Linked DNA regions of Pan troglodytes: region 1 is linked to region 2. Evidence: chromatin contacts called from public Hi-C data. All regions are on one chromosome and are shown on one strand. The core of a region is the stretch at or near the end of the contact, and the rest is flanking DNA. Distances in the headings are between cores, read along the strand shown. Region 1 overlaps LOC134809888 (a long non-coding RNA gene). Region 2 holds the start of RASL11B (RAS like family 11 member B).

The links. Hi-C and Micro-C count contacts between places; a contact is called where the count stands out from the background.
Region 1: a Hi-C map of induced pluripotent stem cells shows a contact between it and region 2, with 1.5 times the contacts expected there. The contact joins the enhancer-like site here to the promoter of RASL11B in region 2. A contact is called at or near these places in 1 of 7 Hi-C or Micro-C datasets (induced pluripotent stem cells) and 1 of 1 datasets of contacts at active chromatin or transcription factors (stem cell-derived excitatory neurons).

What each region holds. Positions count from the first base shown.
Region 1 is chr3:77,276,606-77,283,113 of NHGRI_mPanTro3-v2.0_pri, forward strand. All of the region lies in intron 1 of LOC134809888 (a long non-coding RNA gene), which reads left to right. Among named protein-coding and RNA genes, the nearest start is that of USP46, 71 kb to the left of the region's middle. Within about 2 kb of position 3,321, at least 2 of the 24 cell types and tissues checked have an H3K27ac peak or open chromatin away from gene starts, as enhancers often do. A contact at or near this core is called in induced pluripotent stem cells, where this site is marked.
Region 2 is chr3:77,006,830-77,013,018 of NHGRI_mPanTro3-v2.0_pri, forward strand. It overlaps RASL11B (RAS like family 11 member B), which reads right to left and starts at 3,686. Exons shown (of 4, transcript XM_001139797.6): 1 at 3,300-3,686; 2 at 2,626-2,682; 3 at 1,396-1,472; 4 at 1-614. The coding sequence starts at 3,441. The coding sequence ends at 144.

The DNA of each region.
Region 1 (6,508 bases), core at 2,071-4,570, 270 kb after region 2:
TAGATTGTATAGAAAAGACTTCTAATTGTGTGCTTACTTCCCACATGATTATAATAAACTATGTATTAACAACCTTGGGATCGTACTCAGGTTGTCAATTACACGGATGCATCTTTCACTTTTTTCTTTCCCAAGAGTGAGAGAAAGAGTGAGGTTGTGCTTAAGGCAGTGTGGAATTCTACAGAAGCTCTTCTTGGAAAAGGAGTTCAGGCACTTGTGTTGTAGACTGCAGTCTGATTCTGTTCTTACGTCCTCTCAGCATAAGGGAGCTTTGAAAAGAAAACTCAGACTTGTATCCGACTTGACTAGAAGCAAAATAATTTGATCATTGAAGCCACTATTTCTATGTATTTGATCAAGTCCTCTGGAATCCAATGCAGCCGTATTCATATTTCAGTCTCTCTTAATGGACCTTGCTGGAAAGAACATTCTGTGCTAAGAAAATGGAAAATAAACGTGAGAAAACTTTAAGAATGAGCCTTCACACCTCCTGCAGCAGGTGATAGCTCTGTACTTCAGAGCTTGTCTCCAGGTTGAGAATTACCTGTTTTCCACTCTGAGGGGATTAGAAAGATACTGTTTTAATGGGTTATAAAACTTGTGTGAAGAAGATTGGCCTTCTCCACCTCTCCTGTGAAATAAATTGTTTGAAAATTCTTTGAAGAGAAATGGCTTCAGTATATTGTTCTATCTCTGCTACCCCAAAGCCCAGAGAACAAATATTAAGTATAAATTGCTAGGCTAGGTATGTCATATGTGGCAGCTTTGACACGTAAACCAAAAGACTGAGCCAAGTCTCAATCAATGTACAGGTTATTTTGCCAAGGTTGAAGACACACTAGGGAAAAGAGACACAAGCTACAGTATGATCTATGGCCCCTACTTTCTCCAAAGAGGATTTTGAGGGCTTCAGTATTTAAAGGGGAAAAGTAGGCAGGAGGAGAAAGGAGGAAAGAACAAAAAATAGAGGGAGAGCATGGTCACATTCTTAGGAGGCTTTGATTCACACTCACTGAATCCATATGTTGCACGTGGCAAGGAATGGGTAGAGGAACAGTCGATTATGTATGTCCCCTGCTCAGTAGAACTGCACTTTACAAAAGATAAACAGAATAGGGGAAGAAGTCAAATATGCATTTATCTCAGGGTGGGCAGTGGGGATGGTTTGTACTCTCCTCTTGTCCCATACTCCGGGAGGCCACCTGGGGAGACGTGGCCTCTTGTAGCTATCTGTTTAGGAACAAAAGGAAAGACAGTGTTCTGTGACCCAGCTTCCAAGCTTAACTTTTCCCTTTGGTATAGTGAGTTTGGGGTCCCGAGATGTTCTTTTCCTTTCACAGATGTATGACACTTCAGCAGAAGGGTGAAGGCTGTAGAATGGAGAGAAAACCCTCTTCCTGTATGGCTGTTGATTGACTTGGACTTTTAACTGATTATGTCATCTGAGGAGTCTGTGAAGGTTTATGAAGAATGAATTCACCATACAACCTCCCCTCAGATGGAAATGTGTACATAATGTAGAAGAATAAGGGGCTGTGAGTTTCGGGGGTAAGAGGAGGGGAATAAAGTTAAGGCTCCTAATACTGCTTAGCTTCTAGCCTTGGGTCTTGCCGCAACACCTGCCCAACACCTGTGTGTGTGTGCTTTGCACGGTTAGCTGGGACTTAGGTAAACCCCGCTTTGTCCATCGCTGACAGGAAACCTACACATTCTCTGCTCTTTCTGCTGTTTCCCTGACCTCGCTCTCCCATGGAATTTTAGATTCAATTCAGTGGAGTTCAGGTTCCAGTGTGGGTTGGTCACCAGCCGATGCAATCCCCCTAGCATATGGGAAAGCAAAGGATCAGGAGGCATGAGATCCTAGTTCAGTCCTGGCCTTTGCTTCCTGGTTTGCCTAAGTCAGATGTTGGACATAGTATTGGGGTAGGGTGCTGATGAGTGGTAGTTGGTGAAGGGGCCATTTTCCACACAAGTCCCCAAGGGAGACAGACCAATTGGCAAAACAATAGAAAGTATATAATATTAGCTACTTAAATCATAAGTAGTTCTGGGATACTAGGCTCTACTGTTCTGTTTATTCCCCACAACATTTCCTAACATTTCCTAGGCATGAAAGATGATGCTGAAGACATGAGAAAAACAAGCATCCCCTGACAGCCAGGGGCTAGCCTGAGACAGCCGCCCTCTGATGTTGTCAGGAGGCATCCTGGCGTTCATCACTGGGCTGTGGTGTTTCTTGTTCCACGTAAATCGCACAGAACACCACCCTCAGACAAGGTCATGCCGTGACTGTGATGAAGTTAGACAAAAAACAAGACCACTTAATAATTTCATCCCAGCATAGACAAACACAAGGTCACTATGTAAACCACGAAATCACAAACTCTTCATCTGAGTGCCTGCTGCCCTTCACCAGTTCCCATTCTAGCTTTGCTCTCATCTGTGCTACATGAGATTTACTACCATCTCAATCAGATAATCTCCCCCACTTCCTGACAACACCCAATCCAAAGCACACCCCTATTCGTGGAACACTCCCACGAATGACCTAAGCAAGGCCTCCATCCTCAAAGTTCTTTCTGACAGCTGCTTACTGAGATGCCCCACAGTCCCCCAGTGTGTGGTCTCCCAATGCACTGAGCATTTGTTCAACCACAGTTGTTTTCCTAATGGTCTGGCTGGAAAGTGCTAGACTGAGAAGTCATTTCCTGAGGTCTGCTGTTCTCATGAGGGCAAGGGGGAAAGGAGCGTCATACACACAAACAGGATGGCTACTGGTGTGCTGGCACCTCATTGATCTGCAGCAACTCGTCCTGCCCACGGGGTTGGTGGTTTTGGCCCAGACACCAAAGAAGGCTTCTTACAAGTAACTGGAGAAATCTGGACTTCTGTTTTTCCTAACCTGTAAAACAAGGTCAAAGCAGTTTTGTAATAAATAGAAATGCTGGAAAGCATGTAGTGTGATGGTGGGCATGCCCTGGTACAACTGACATGCTTTGCTCATTGTTCATAGTTTCTGGCACCTCCACACCTCCCCTTAGAGTCCCTCAGGCTCAGGTGTGTCTGTGTCTCGAGCCCTTGCTTTCCTGAGGGATCAGAACCCCTATTTGAGGCAGGGCCTTAAACCGAGGAGATGCAGACTGAGCTCCCTCTGTATGGAGGGTTCAGTCAATTTCAGGAATTCCAATTTGCTCCAACAGAGAAGGTCCAAGTTCTGTCTGGATCCTGTTATGTGTGCTGAAGAGCTTTCCAGAGTCATAGGGCTGGGGTGGGGAGGGGTCATCCTGGTGTGGACAGGGCATGTGGCAGTAGAGACGACTGAAGATGCAGGGACAGGGTCCAGTGCCCTCTAGTGGGAAGGGCCCCCCAGACACCTCCTGATTGTCCTCAAAAGAGCTGCTGCACAAGTCTTGCTCTTACTTTGTTTGCATTACTTGTCTATGTGTTTTGTCTTTTTTAAAAAAACACTCCCAAATGTGACAACAGTGATCTTGAATCCAAACCAAGGCTGAAGTTAAACAAGCCCTTACCTTTCTGCAAGACGGGGCAATGGAACAAGAGATCATGAAAAGAGAGAAGAAGACGGGCTCCATGAAGACAGTGTCCTGTCCCTCTCTGAAGCTGGTGCCTAGAAAGGGTTGTTGAGTTAAAACAAATGCGTGACAAGGGGGTGTGGGGCTAACGTGGAGAAATCTAAGAAGAAGAGAGGTGATTCTTACTCCTATTTAGCTTTTTAATATTACAACGCGGGAAAGGAAGGGTCAACCTAAAATAAAGGAGTCAGGATCCAATTAAAAGAGTTTAAGTGCAAAGATTGAGGGTAGCTGTCCAGGCACACTCGGATACCAGAGAATGATTATTAGTGCTCTCGGTGTGGGGATAAGTGAAGATTATTTATATAGGCAAAAACAGGTGTAGAACAGAATCACAACATTCTCCATACAAAGGCTAACACAGATATAGGATTTGATTGGCTACTATTGATTACACTCCAAAGGATTACTTAACATCCAGTTGTAAAGAGGTGAAAATCATGAGGGTCTCCATCTCATTTAGCTTAGGTTTGAATAAAGATTAGGGAGTCTCGTTAATGTATAACATCTCAAGACAAAGGTCAAGAAGCAACGGTCATTCACCAGAGAAGAAAAACAACTGTGACTCAGTTTCCAGGGCTTAACTTTTGCCCTTGGCATAATAAATAGGGAAGGTCCTGAAATTTTCTTTTCACGGAAGAACAAAGAAGAAGAAGAAAGGAAAGAAAATGGAATATTTGAGAAATCGATGTCAGGGTTTAAATAAAAGATCTGAAAGCCACTTTCTGATTTTCGGAGGTACAAGAAAAGAGCCTCATGGCAAGCCAACTGAAGTGGCAAAGCATAATTTTAATCCTTATAGTCCTCCCCTACCTGAGAGCAAATATCCTATTTTGTTTCTGCTATTCAAGTTTTGGTTACAATTTTTTGTAAGTTTTGATTTTTGTAGGCAAAAACTGTGAGACCTCTCAAAAGTGATATGGGATAGGGACTCATTTATGGTGTTAGAAAAAGTGATATGGGATAGGAACTCATTTACTGTTTTAGAATTTCTGGAAAATAGTTTTGCATTTTGAAGCTTTCCTGCTTTAATTTTGCTAGAGGCATTTATTTGTAATTATGTCTGCTGACCCCAGACTATAAGCTACATAATAGAACTTTAATTACATTAGGTACAGGATTTTTTTCTCTTCTCCATTTACATATATGGAGGAATGAAGTATTGGACAGAAAGTCGGCTGGGCATGGTGGCTCACACCTGCAATCCCAGGACTTTGGGAGGCCAAGGCAGGCAGATCGCTTAAGCCCAGGAGTTTGAGACCAGCCTGGGCAACATGGTTAAACCTCCATCTCTACAAAAATTAGAAAAAGTAGCCAGGCTTCCTGGCATGCACCTGAAGTTCCAGCTATTTGGAAGGCTGAGGTGGGAGGATCACCTCAGCCTGGGGAGGTAGAGGCTGCAGTGAGCCATGATTGTGCCCCGGCACTCCAGCCTGGGTGACAGAGCAAGACCCTGTCTCAAAAAAATAAAAAGTCTACAGTGACATTCTGAGAACAAGTGTTGTGAATAAGTGAATGATGGAAGTGTAGGGAGAATATTCAATAAAGAAAAATGGTAAAGCAGAGCTGAAGGGAACAGAGATTTCATGCATTCTTAGGCATGGCTGGTGAGTGAGTGACTTCTGTCACACTAACATTTAAAGAAAGCTGCCTGATAGAATGTATTTTAAAATAGATTTCTGGGAAAGTAGATATAGTTTATTTTTAAAACTTTATCATGGGGAATTTTAAACCTACAAAAGTAGAATAGAACACAACCTCTGTGAACCCACGACTCAGCTTCAACCGTTAATTATAGCCAGTCTTGTTTCAGACTGCTGGAATTTTCAGATGGTACTGGAAAGTTACCAAACGAACAAGCCTTCAACTATTCAGGATCTCTAAACCCATAAAGGACAAATGTATAAGGTGTTGATGTGGTTTAGATTGACAGCCAACTCTAAGGGATTTTCCATGTATTTTGTCATTCCTCTAACTTGAAGTAACATAATCATTAGCATAAATGCAAAAACATTTTTGTGATGCAGAGGTTTAATTGTTGAAATGGCCTTAACTTTTACAGTGGCTAAATAATATAAAAAATAATGAGACTGAAGCTGCAGTATAAGGAAGTAACCACATTTATTTGGAAAATTGTAACGAAACAATAGCACTTCATAACTAATACAGATTATAGAATATAGTTCTATGAATATATATATGCAAAAGTGACAACTTCTACCTCTCACAGCTGTTTTACATGCCTTCTAGGTTTTCACTTTTCCATCTACCCCTTACTTTTCTGGAATTATCCCAAAAGGATGGGGCCAGACTCAAAATTTCTGTTTGTCTTGCCCCTTTCCTGTTGATGTTTTCTCTTGTGGCATGTCATTAGAAGATTTTACTGATCAATGTGTTAAATCAAAGAATGCTAGAGCGGAAAGAGAGTTCCTGGAAAACAGTTCAAACTTTCCAAAGTCAAGATGAGGAAACAGAAGCCCTGAGATCTTATCAAGACTTACTTGCATCACTTTCCAAGTTGGTTTTACCTAAAGCAAGAAAGGAGGGACTGGTGACGGTTGCCCAGAGTAGAAGCAGAGTCACTGTTCTGTGTGGTGGGTGCTTGCAGGAGAAAGGGAATGCAAGCTCAACTGTAGCTCTTGAAATCTCCATCTCTCCCTGGTGCCTGCTCAAAGAAGCATGTGGAGGCCTGAGCTGCAGGGTTTAGGGCAAGGAAAGAGAAAGAGCTGGTCTTAGCAATCAGGAGGTAGAGCAGAAACCAGAGGGTCTTATATATAGAATTTCACCCTTTCCAGTCCATCACCCAAATGATCTAGGGCTGTTTTCAAGCCCTTGTTTCAGTAGCACAACCTTTTTGAAAAATAAAATCTAATGTAAAACCTAACTGTGTGTATATGGCATTTTTTCCCTCAGCT
Region 2 (6,189 bases), core at 2,436-4,935:
AGCAGTTCCACAGGCCCTCTTGGCCCTTCTGCTCCAGCCCTTCTGGAACCAGGAATCATTGCCAATATTCAACGTTCCTGCACTGGGAGAACCTCAGGCCCTCTTCCTGGGAAGACCAAACCCCCTTGAGTGCTCCTCCTGCTTCAGACGGAGGTGACAGTCCTCACTTTGGCAGAGAGAGCTTGCTTAAACCTCCTCTTCAGGTCCTGCATGTTGGGTGACTTGGGCCTGGGAATGAGGGAGGTTCTTCGCTTCTCGGGTGTGCTGCTAGGCTGCTGTTTGTGACTGACCTCTTTACAGAGGACGTGGAAGGCGCTGTAGACATCATTATAATTTTCACTGACAGACACTTCATAGAATGAGCAGCCTAGCATGCTGGCTAGCTGCAGTCCAAGCTGAGGGTCAACCTGTTTGATGTGCAACAGGTCAGCTTTGTTGGCCACGACCACCACAGGCAGCCGGGTGCCCAGGTGTAGCTGCTGCACGTGCTGGTGGAGCTGGCTGATGAGTTCATAGCTCTTGTAGTCAGTGATGGAGAAAACGATCACCACAGCATCTGCCCAGCGAATGCACCTATTCAGCTGTTCACTGCAGCTCAGGCTGTTCTCATGGACCTGAAAGAGAGGAGTGATGGCAAGGTGAATGCTGGCCAGTTGTACAAAGAGCCTGGGCTTGGGTAGATTTCAAATTCAAAAGAGCCCTTCATAGTAGTGCCAGGTTGAGGGCCATAAACAACTTATATCCCACACACTTCAGCTTTCTTGACAATATGTTGATCCAGCTGCACAGAGTTGGAATAAATAACAGTGCAGCTTACCACACTCAAGTGGAAAATTGACCTGCAGAGAACTCCATGCAGAGAGACTTTGTAGTTGCACAAAATGGGAAATTAACTGGCTAGACAGTAAGTCTGGGGAAGTAAAGATAGGAGCTGGAAGCATTTAAACCTGGATAACTGCCCAGTTCAGGAGGCGGGGGGGAAAAACCCTAGCATGGCGCTTTTGTCTATAGAGCAACTTTCCAGTACAAAAGCGATTCCAAGTATTTGCAGACTATACCCAGAAGCTTGGTTTTTCATGCCAAAGACACACATATTAAAACTGGACTTTTAAACCACAGCAAGGAAAACACCAATTCCAACTGCATTTGGTTTGGGCTTTCCGGCTGTGTTGAATCCTTCTAAAAGAAGATTTCTGCCCCCTAGCCAAATCTCCCAAACTAAACCATGCTAAGACTGACCAACAGCCAGATACAATTGAATTGTCAGACATGTAAAAGTCTAGATGTGACTCCCCAAATTTCTCTGATCCTGCAGCATGAGGAACTTTGAGAAAAAGTGAATGATTCCACAGCCAAGTAGGTTCCCCTTTCACCCAGAGTCTCAGAGCTCCTCACCTGAATACCTGGAGTGTCTTGAACCTGAAGAGCCAGGGTTTCACCTTCTATCTGAACTTGTCTAGTATAGAGATTACCTATGAAGGCAAATAAAAGAGATTATGTTCTTCCTTCTTGTACAACTTTTAAAACATTGTGAGTTTTAAGCTAGAAAAAAAATGCACAATACATAAATGCACACAAAACAGCTATAGTTTATTTCTATTTAGTGGGCTTACTTCAGATTTTTTTTAAAAAACAACAGCAATTTTAACCCTATGTTAGATTTATTAAAACCAGGGCAAAGTTTGCAAGTTTTTGAAAACTTATTTATCTAATTTTAAACAAAGTTTCCATTTTTAGAGTACTCCCTTGATGCAAATTATCTTGCTCAGCCTATGTGAGGTTTTTGTTTTCTTGAGTACTTGATTCATTCTTTGACTGTAACTTTGTATTTTGGCCGTTAGATATAATGGCTTGCTAGACAAATACTGTTAGTAAACACACAGTCAATGTTATCAGTTGGAATAAAAATGTGACATAATTACAATCAACTCTACATCAAATCAGAAGGCTGCCATGTCTTATCTTGGGATAGCTTATACAGCTCATTTCAAATAATCCCCTCTAGGTACTCATATGGTCTACAGAGTTAAGCAATTTGCTAACAGAGCATAGGCAGAAAGCTCTTAAGCCTCCCCAGTGGCTATTCTTAATCATAAGGATTGAAAAATGTGTCCTCTCATTTATTCGGGAATTCTCCTCCTAAAATTCTACCATCCAGTTGTTTGTCTTTGTTAAGAAGGAGGAACTTTAGGTTTACAACTGCTCTCCTTTGGCCTTTGCTTTAAAAGGTCACCTCTGAAAGGCAGCCAGCAGAGAAGGAGAGGGGTGGGGGAAGGAGCTGGGGACTCCTTTTTTTTTTTTTTACGACTTTTGCAGGAGTGTTTTGAAGGGAGAGGTTCTTGACTACAAAGGGTGCTTCCAACTGGGGTCACTATAGTTAAAACATACCAAGGGGAATACTTTCAGGCACTTGATAAAATGATGAATGGGCTTGGAATGGAATGAGGCCAGATGGTAGTTATGGGAGGGGGGCGCCATGGAGGGCTGGGGACTGGGGAAAGTTTTAAGTGGCGGGATCCTCAGGCTCGGACTGTCACTGAAAGAACCTCCCTGGGAAGCGCTGGAAAATGGGAACCGCAGTCCTCCTGCAATGGGACAGAATTTTTCTCAAATGCATTGTCTCACCTGCATTTCTTTCATAGTCACCGATGAATCGTTTGGTGAGGAACCGGACCACCAGTGCTGCAGGTCAGAAAAAAGAACGTCAAAGTGTTAACCTTGGAAGTTAGATTGTTCTCCACCCCACCCCCTGCCTGGAAAACAGTTCTCCCAAAGAAAGCCATAGATGGCCACCAAGTGAAATTCCTACCCTGTAGCTCCTTGACCCTTCTTCCAGACAAAAAGGAGGGGGCTAGAAGGCATCGTGAATTCTGGCTCTGTGCAGCTGGAAGGCTCACTGGGCCCACCCCCTCCTCTGAGCCCGGCTGAGCCACACCTAAGCCTTCCAGTAGACCCACGTCTTCCTAACCTTCAAGACCTCCCAGGGCGGCTAGCTTCACTAACTCCCCTTTCTGTGCCAGGCATTGCCAGAGGCTCAAACACCCCAAAGTTCTGATGGCGGCGGTGCCGGTGGTCCCCAGAAAGCTGCCTGGCCATTCTTGATCCCTGTTTCCCCCGTCTGTGGAAGCAGGCGGGTGGCGTAGACAACGGCTAAGCCCACTCCCAAGGGGCAGCGGCTCCCTGCGCGGGGACGGAGAGCGGTCGGGCTGCAGCTCCCACCGCTCCCCACGCCTTGTTCAGCCTCAACTCCCGTCAGGGGTCGTCCACGACCAGACCCAGGGCTAAGCGCGACGACTCACCGGTCTTGCCCACGCCGCTGGCGCCCACCACGGCGATCTTGACCAGGCGGCGGCCGGCGGCGCCCACATAGCAGTCGGAGGCCGCGGCGTTGCCCGGCGCGGGGTACTCGGCGATGGTGCACATGTTCTGAATGAGGCGCATCGCCTCGGCTGCGGCGCACCGCGCGGGAAGGGACTGAGGGACTGGAGAATGCTAGCGCTGCGCGGGAGCGGGCGGGAGGACCCGACTGCGGGGCTCCGCGGTAAGAAATAACAACAATAAACAAGTGCAGGTACGGGCGGGGTGGGGCCGGGCGCCGAGGTTCCGCAGGGCTCAGGCTCCAGACCCAGACTGCACTCGCGCGGCGCGCAGGCTGTTTTCTCCGCGGCAGGCCCCGCCCCCTCTCCCCACAGCCAATCCCGGGGCGCCCTACACGAGGCCCCGCCCCCGGCGCCGCTCCGCGCGCGCGACGCCCCCGGAGGCGCCTGGAGTCAGTGCCGAGCCCCGTGAGGCGCGGGGAGAAAAGGCAGCTGGCGGAGGGAGGCAGCGGGTGGTCCGAAGCGGCGCAGCCCAAGGTGGGCGCCTGGTAGGTCCTGCCGCGCGAGCATGGGGCAGATGCTGTGGCTGCGGGGCCGGGAAGAGAGCGCAGCCTCCACAGAGCCATTCCGGACCGCTGCCTCCGCCGGCTCCACAGCCCACGCGCGCACTCGCTGCAGCTCCCACCTAGGGCGCCTGCTCTGGGCGGGCCGGGAGCGGTGTTTGCTGCCCGGCTTAGTGCCGCACGCCCTGATTTGGAGCGATTGCACTGGCTTGGGTACATCCCAGCTCATAGATTCGGCTACAGTTGGCAATCATCCGCAAAGACTCCAGCCTAAGACCTTTAGACCCCCGTAAAATGTGACATTTGAAGCAAAAATATCATCCACGTTTTATCCTAGACCCACGTTCTCTGGCTCTTGTCGACGGCGCAAGCTAACGCGAACACACATGGTCGGACGCATGCACAGCACGCCTAGAAGCGGATCAAGAAGTAATTATAGAACAAGCTTTCCAGCGCCTCACTCAGTCACACCTCCTCCAAGAGCTGTGAAATGGAAAGAAAACAGTTACCCCAGCTGCGACGTCTGAAGGGGCCCCGCACTTCGTCCCTGGTCATAAGACACCGCAAGAGTTTAGTTAAGTGGCTTGATGCCAAGGAAGAGGTGGGCCCTGCACTCCTAAAATCCCAAGCTCCGGCCCCTTACAGTCTCATCTGAGAAACACATCTTCAACGGCAGGCCAAATTCCTCCTGCGAGCAACATTGTGTAGCTGCAGCTGATGGCAAGATGTCACCAGAGTCGCGGGTTAACCACCCCATCCGCCATCCAAGGCCCTCTCCCCGCTACCCTTTCAACCTTGTCCCAGAGGCTTTTATGTTGGGGTATGGCAACAAACTCTGTGGCTTTGTGTACCCACCCACATTAAAGGCTAAAATGTGAAATAAACCAGTGCCCTTATCCGCACATGTCAGTCATCTAATTTGACCCCCTCTTCCAGCCAGAACTTAATTGACCAGGTATTTGACAGAATTTTATGATCCTCAGCCAGTTCAGACTCTGAGATGAACCTCTTGTCTACAGAGGTTTAGGTGTTTGCAGGAATGCAAGGAGAAATAGAAAGGTAATCTCAAGGTAGCAAGTTTTCTAGGATGGGCCACGTAATTAGAAAGACACACAACCTTACAATAAACATAATAAAAGGCTGACTTCTAGGGAGATCACTAGAGCGAAACAGCCATTTGAGTCAGAAAGAAAAAGCATTTCCAATATGCACCATGTCTTTCTGCATGGTTTAAATCAGACTTGAATGTCACTTATATAAAATCAAACTTTGCAAGACTGTAATTACAGGTAACCATGTACTTTTAAAATCTTTCCCCTCCAAAAAGCCTGCTATTCTATCATGCTTACATGGTAAAATAATGATGTAGGCTAAAGTACTAGTTTAACATACACACACACACATACACACACACACAGAGAGAGAGAGAGACATGACAAAAGCTGTCAAGGGGAATTTTGCTTTGAATCATTTAGTTTCTTGGGCTTGATTTTCATTACCATAAGCCCATACAAAACCTGTGATTTTTCTGTCTGCAACGCAAAGGCTTGATTTGGTGTTCTTATTTTAGATCTAAATGATCTGGCTATGCTTTAAAGAACACAGAAAAGAGAGAAGCAAGAGAAAGATGTAAAAAAGAAAAGAGAGCTATTCAAATTCCAAATACCTAGCATATAGCCCATCTCCACTCCACCTACCTCTCCTTCTGGGACATTCATAGAGTTAAAAAGAGGAAGGAGGCAAGGCAGGAGAAGTGACGATACATAATGAGCGCTTGTTTCATTCTAGGTTGTACACAGGGGTTTTGCATTTAAAAATCTCATTTTACCTTCATAACAGTCCTATGAGGTAGGTATTACCATTACTTCTAGTTGCCGTTATCTATTGCTGCTTAGTAAACCACCCCAAACTTTAGTGGCTCGCAGTTCTGTGTGTTGACTAGGCTTAGCTGGGGAGTGCTTACCTAGGCTCTCTCATGTTGTTGCAGTCAGATGGCAGCTGGGGCTGCTATCATCTGAAGGCTCAACTAGGCTGGACATCCAAGATGCTATCTTCGTTCATATGTCTGTGTGTCAGCTGGAATGGGCAGAACAGCTGGGACTAGCTCAGGCTCTCTCACAACATGGTGACAGGCTTCCCTTTGAGTGAGCATTCTAAGAAACCAAGTAGAAGCTGCTAGTCTCTTAAGACCTACACTTGGAAATTGTCACCGCATCACTTCTGCTCTGTTCTATTGGTCAAGTGTCACAGAGCCCACCCAGATTAAAGATCAAGGGGCAGGAACATCGATCCTATCTTTAAATGGGAAT